Regions from separate parts of the Sus scrofa genome. Here region 1 is linked to region 2. A link is a contact called in public Hi-C data. All regions are on one chromosome and are shown on one strand. The core of a region is the stretch at or near the end of the contact, and the rest is flanking DNA. Distances in the headings are between cores, read along the strand shown.

Region 1 (2,984 bases), core at 428-2,927, 730 kb before region 2:
TCTCTTCAGTTAGTGTTCTGTAACCAACTTTGAGTACAGCACATAATGTGAGCGTCCTGAGAGAGGGAATCCTACTTTACGTTTTGGATCCCATTCCGTGCCTAGCACAGCACCTTGTAAGCAATCAACTTGAATTAAGGAGTACAAACAAGCCCTAAAATAACGAAAATTTAAAAAGTAAACACTCGAATGACCATCAAATATGTCGATCGAAATCCTCAGGTTTTCTCTTCAGCGTGTAATAATATTTGAGAACCTATTACATGCAGAACAATTCTCAGCACAAGGCTTTGTATGTAAAAGGAATGGTGGGAATGGATTCGTATTGCACATCGTGATAACTGCGGTGGAAATCTTTGACCGGGTGGACAGCCCACCCTCTGCGAGGCCATCCCCACCCCCTTCCTTTTCTTTTTAAGACAAAACGCTTAAAACAGAAGCCACAGGGGCGGGAAGCACGAGACGACTGAGGGTACAGACACTGGCTGCGGCAGCTCGGCAGCGCGGAGGACCGACTACCACACCTCGCTTCCCCGCGCCTGGAATCTCAGAGCGGACGAGGCGTCCCCCCAGAGGAAAGACAGGGCGCCGCAGACGCCCCCGCGGAAGAGTCACCCGCCCCACCCCGCCCTGGGGTCCTGTTCCTCTTGAGCTCCCTCTGACCCTTCGGGCGTGCGCTCCGTAGAGAGGCCAGGGGAGCACGATTTGGAAACCAGGCGCTCGAGATCGGGACGAACCTCCATCCGCCCGCCCACTCGAGCTCCACGGCCCAGCAGGCCGAGCAGGCCGGACGACGAGGCCTCGCGGTATCGAGGCTCCGTCCGCCCCGCCTCCTCACCCTCCTGCCGGCCCCGCCCTCGCTCTCTCATCCCTCCCCCTCTCCCGCCTCGCTTCCCCGACAATCTCCTCGCGCTCCCGGCCCGGCACGCGCGCTGCGCCCGGCCACCGCCGCCACTGCCGCCGCCGCCGCCACCGCTGCGGAGCGTTCCTTCACGGTGCCCGGCTTCCAGCTTCGGGCCGGAACCGGAAGTTTAGGGGGCGGGGCCGGCAGAGGCCAGGGGACCGAAAACGCGGCCGAGCCCGGAGCCTGGAGCCGGAGCCAGAGCCTGGACCAGAACTTGGCCGCCGCCTGCGCCGCCGACGCCCGCCGCTCCTTCCCCGTGCTGCCGCCGCCGCCTCCTCGGGCGCCGCCGCTGCGAGCTCAGCCGCCACTGGTCCGCGGACTTTGGGTGTCCGGGTTGAAGGTCGGTCCGGACGTCGGACCCAGCTCGGTTCCCGGACTGTCCGGGCGGCAGCGGACGTCGCCGCCGCCGCCTCCTCGTCGCCTCAGCCTGGCGTTTTGTTCCGAGAGACCCGAGAGGCGAGCGGAGCTGACAGTGATTTTGACAGTGATTTAAACCCGCTTTTGTTGTTGTTGGCTTTTCGTTGTTTGGTTTTGTGTGTTGTGATTGTGTGTGGCGGTTTTTCCCCCGTGGTGCATTTTTTTAAATTGTGCTTTCTTTATTTTTAAATTTTTTCCTTTTTTTTTTTGACCCCGTGAACGTTATTTTTTTAATTTTTTTTTTTTTTTTTTGGTCGGGGCTTCCGAATATGTTTTATGACGGTTGATTTTACACCAGGAGGTTTGTCTCTGAGGAAGACCCAGGGAACTGGATATCTAGCGAGAACTTCCTACGGCTTCCCCGGCGCCTCGGGAAAATGGGAGCTGCTGCAAAGTTGGCGTTTGCCGTCTTTCTTATCTCTTGTTCTTCAGGTAGGTGCACGGAGCGCGGCGCGGCGGGGCTGCTGCCGCCGCCGCCGCTGCTGGCGGCCGCGGTTGTCGGTGGGTCGGCGAGCTCCCGTGGACCTTGAGGAGGTTTCCCCGCACCCCGAGCCCCTCGGCTGCCACCCGCCAGGTCCGACTGTGATCTGGAAACCTCCATGAATTTTTCTGGTTTTGAGTTAGGTTGGCGAACTGATTGGAGTGACTGCTCTGTTGTGGAAGTGAGAAAGTCATGGTTTGTGGCCATAACAGTGGATGACAGCGCTGGTTGGGTTGTAATTAAGCCGCAAATACCACAAGTGACAATTTGTGCAAAGGTTTGAGACCCGAAAGGCGTATTCCAAAATGTCATTTAGTATGACATCCTCTGAGATAAGGGTGGTTTTTATTTTTTTAACGTCTTTTAATTAGTACTTCAGTGACTATCACGACAGAGATCAAGTCAGTTGCTGCTTAATTTTGACCGTGAGAAACAATGCATTCTACCAGCAGTTTCTTCTGCGTCTCCCCTCACATTTTCTTCAACTTCAGTGTCCAGCAGTGTTAAAAATAGTTGTAGTTGTTGTTGGAGTATTAACAATAACCCAGTGCAGAAGAGGTATGCTGCTGTGTGTTGGGAATGTGCTGGCTTTCAACCACCATTTATGTGCTCTTTTCTGGCATAGATTTTGCTTACCTACGAATACTTATTTTAAACGCGTTGTATTGAAGCATTGTTTTCGGTTTAGAACAGCCCATTTGAAATTGTGCATACTGTCACATACACTATAGTCATAAAATTCGTTTTGGCCCAAGGTTGGAAGAATAATCTGGCCCCTTTATATTTGAAATTTTGATTTTGTGAGAACATTCTGTGGTTGCAACCAGTGGTTGGAAAACTATGTAGTCTTTTGTATTTGAAATTCTGTAAATGAATACAGCATCTAGCTCAAAAGGTGTGCAAATGTGCATAAGAGGAGAGTTCGCTTGATAGATGGAGCAATTTTAAAGTGGCAATGGATCTATTTTTTACAAAATTCAATATTCAGTTACCAGGTTGTGAGATAGAATTATAGGGGGACAACGAATTGACAGGTTTCATGGCCATGTCTTTATCTCCTTTGCCACAGGGAAATAAGAGGGTGGTAGTCTTTTCTTTGTGTACCTCTGTGGTGTGTGTGTTTGTGTGTATGTCCTTGTCCATCCGTCCTCCCTGCCCCCCCCTTAATAGAATCTTTTGTGA
Region 2 (3,289 bases), core at 789-3,288:
TGGCAAATGATCTGAGCCAGTTTCCTTATTCATACAATTGTAACATCTTTTCATAGGGCTATAATGAGAATTTAAGTGGGATTCAATTAAAAATTCAATTAATTAAGATAATAGATATAAGGTACCCTAGAATGGCTGGTATTAGAGATACTCAATATTCCTCCTCTTAGGAGACAGTAGTGATAAGTGTGGGGAATCGAAGAAAGCTATTCTTTTTGAACCTAAGAAGTGCCAGATACAAGTCCTGGATGACTCAATTCTTCAGCCATTACTTGCCTCCACCCCTCTTAGGCTTGAATCAAGGGCTGACCCCCTCCCAACAACATCTTGGTCTTCCTTGCAGAGAACTGGACCCATTCCAGGGGGTAGAACTTGGATCAAGACATGCCCATAAGCTTGAGGAAGGTGTTTCTTACAAGAAGTGACTCACAGTACCTCCACTGTTTCTAACAACAAAGTGGATGGAAAATGCTCAAGCTCCGCTAATCAATGCCTGAATCCTTGCTGGACCCAAGCAAGAGCTTAAACTATTTAGACACTGCCATGAAATCCACATGTACATTCTGCCTTCAGAGGGGGAAGTGGAGAGAAAAGGGAGAAGGACAGGGAGGAAAAAGAGGGGAAGAAGTTGGTAAAAAGGAGAATGTGGTGGAGGAAAAGATGGAGCTTTGAGGTTCTATAGAAATGACTGTAGGAATAGGCTTTTTTTTTTTTCTCTCTTTCTCTCTTCTAGATGTGATCAAACTATCTACTTTTCTCTGAGCTAGGCAAAACATTGATCGATTATTAGAAAATGACAAAATGTGTTATACTCTTCCCAGGGATTTTTGTAGGAAAACTGTGATGCTTAAAGTCTAACTAAGGAACTCTTGGCTAAATGAAGTTGATATCAACAATCGCTGCCAAATAAATTTGAGTCAACTGGATTTTACCTCCTCTTTAGAACTTTCTCTAACCGGTTCAGGCTAAAGTAGTCTCCTTTCTCTGAACTCTCATGGCAACTATGGCCTGTATGACTCATTTGGTAATTAAGCATGTTCTACTGCCTTGTGTCATTGCCTATGTAGTTTTCTTCAAGTTATAAACTTTTTTTCTTTTGGCTGTCATTTACTTTTCAGTTGCCCTGTTCTTCAACTATTTACATCTCTTACTGTTACTCATCTTTTTAACCGTTCTGTCATCCCATCAAAGTGAAAGCTGCACGAGGACAGGAACTTTTCCTCAAACCTCTTGGCATCTTCCACAGCATCCAATATTTTACACGGATCTATCACTCTGGAAATGTTCTCTGCCTTGGTTAAAAATTATAAGCTTAATATTTTTGAAATCAGAAATATCATCCATTAAATAACTCTGAAGTTTTGGTGACAGGTTCAAGTGCACTTGTTGCATCTGGCAGCCTCAAACATTAACCCTCACTGCTGCCATTAGCATCCTCTCAGCGAAAGCGAGGATGCCTTACCTTGGAGAGCTCTTTCGGCCAGGTACCAAAAAAAAAAAAAAAAAAAAAGATGCGGGAAGAGGGCCGGGATTGCGGAGGCGTTCTCGGGGCAGACGAGACCCGACAGGTCTGCGCCCCTCGGAGCGGACGGAAGGAATGGACCTTTCGCACCTCCCAGGGATGCGCGATTTGGAGGATGAGAATTAGCTGGCGCTGTGGAGGTAAGTGCTGTGTAAGTACAGGCTCAGTGGGGCAGCTGTGGCTCGGTTGACATCTTCCCTTTCCCGCTCACAGACTTCTGCACACACGGGCTGCTCAGCGCGGCTGTGTTTTGCCCGGCGCCGTCCTCCGGGGCACCCAACTAGCTGGGTGTCGGGGCCGCGGAGGCAGAGGCGCACGCTCGGGGGCGCGGGTTAACTTGCGCACCTGACACCTGCCACACGGCTAGAGCGCCGGCAGCGGAGCAGAGGGCCGCTGCCGCCCCCCTACCCGGAGCGGCCCGAGGCTGAGCACGCTCCCGCGGGCCGGCAGCGCCGCGGAGAGAGTGGGTGGGCAGGCGAGGGAGGGGAAGGAGGGAGGGAGGGAGAGGGCGAGGCGCGTTCCCGCGGCGGGGGCGCGCTCTCGCGCGGGCTGCCGGGATCGCTCGCCGCCGCTGTGGTAATGTCCGCCATGTTGGCCATGGCGCAGGGAGCGGATCGGGCGGGCGAGCGGCGGATCTAGTGTGTGGAAGCGGCCGCGGGCGGCGGGGGGCTGTTTTCGGGCGGGGTGGGCGCCCATGCTGTGGCCGGGGGCAGTGAGGAGGAGGAGGAGGAGCGGGCCGGCCGCGCTGCACTGAGGAAGGTGGTGGAGGAGGCGGCGGGAGTCCTCCCCCCCTCCCCGCCCGCCCCGCCGCCGCCGCCCGGGCTGTTCCTGTAAGGCGGGGAGACAATGAGTAAACTCTCCTTCCGAGCGCGGGCGCTGGACGCCGCCAAACCGCTGCCTATCTACCGCGGCAAGGACATGCCTGATCTCAACGACTGCGTCTCCATCAACCGGGCCGTGCCCCAGATGCCCACCGGGATGGAGAAGGAGGAGGAATCGGTAGGGACTCGAGTGTTTATTACCCCCCCTTCCCTCCTCCCCCCTCCCCTTTGTCAGTCGGGCCTCGCCATTCACAGAGCGCTTTACGCTCGCTGGAGGGCGCCGCTGCCGCTCCAACGCTTGGGACCTTACGCCGGCGGAGTAGCGTAAACCCTCTCGGCCGGCGCAGCGCCCGCCCGCGGCCGCCATGTTGTTGCGTCCCAGTGTTGTGATTAGCTCGCAGCGCCGCTTACGCTGCCGTAAGGGGGCCTTGCCGTAAGCGGCGGCCCGGAATGGCGCAGGGGATGTTCTGGCCGCACTTGACGTACGGCCTCTGTTTACCTTTTTTGTCCCCCTGGAGTGGGATTATTTAATCCGCAGGGGATGCTTTGGCTAGGCAACGTTTTTCCCCCACTTTTGGATTCAGCCTTGCATTGGGTTCTTTTTGAAATGACTTGTGGAAAGTAAAACGCTTTCAAAACATCGTCTTCCTCTTAGCAAGGTAATTCTCGCACCCCGGCCCGCGTTGGTGCAGCAGGATTGAGGTGGTGCAGCACTGCGGCCGGGGAGGCTGAGGGCCACGACCACTAGGAGGATGTAACGTTAGAAGCCGCTGACCGGCTAGCTCCGGGCCCAGAGCGAGTCGGTTCTGCCTGCCTAGCCCGGACGGTGCCTGCTTAGTGTGAGGCTTTAGAAAGGGACTGGCGATGTTAGGCAACTAGCTGCCGATGCTCCACAGTCCTCGCCCCGCGTCCCTGAAAAATTGCCATGGGGGGGTGTTTTAGAAGT

The links. A called contact is a pair of places that touch in the nucleus more often than the background predicts.
Region 1: a Hi-C map of liver shows a contact between it and region 2, with 8 times the contacts expected there. The contact joins the promoter of ACVR2A here to the promoter of EPC2 in region 2. A contact is called at or near these places in 1 of 5 promoter capture datasets (liver), 2 of 47 Hi-C or Micro-C datasets (heart right ventricle and liver) and 1 of 2 datasets of contacts at active chromatin or transcription factors (alveolar macrophages).

Annotation. Positions count from the first base shown.
Region 1 is chr15:4,257,749-4,260,732 of Sscrofa11.1, reverse strand. ACVR2A (activin A receptor type 2A) reads left to right here and starts at 1,677. Exons shown (of 11, transcript NM_001204765.1): 1 at 1,677-1,753. The coding sequence starts at 1,699.
Region 2 is chr15:3,524,972-3,528,260 of Sscrofa11.1, reverse strand. EPC2 (enhancer of polycomb homolog 2) reads left to right here and starts at 2,038. Exons shown (of 13, transcript XM_021076083.1): 1 at 2,038-2,521. The coding sequence starts at 2,369.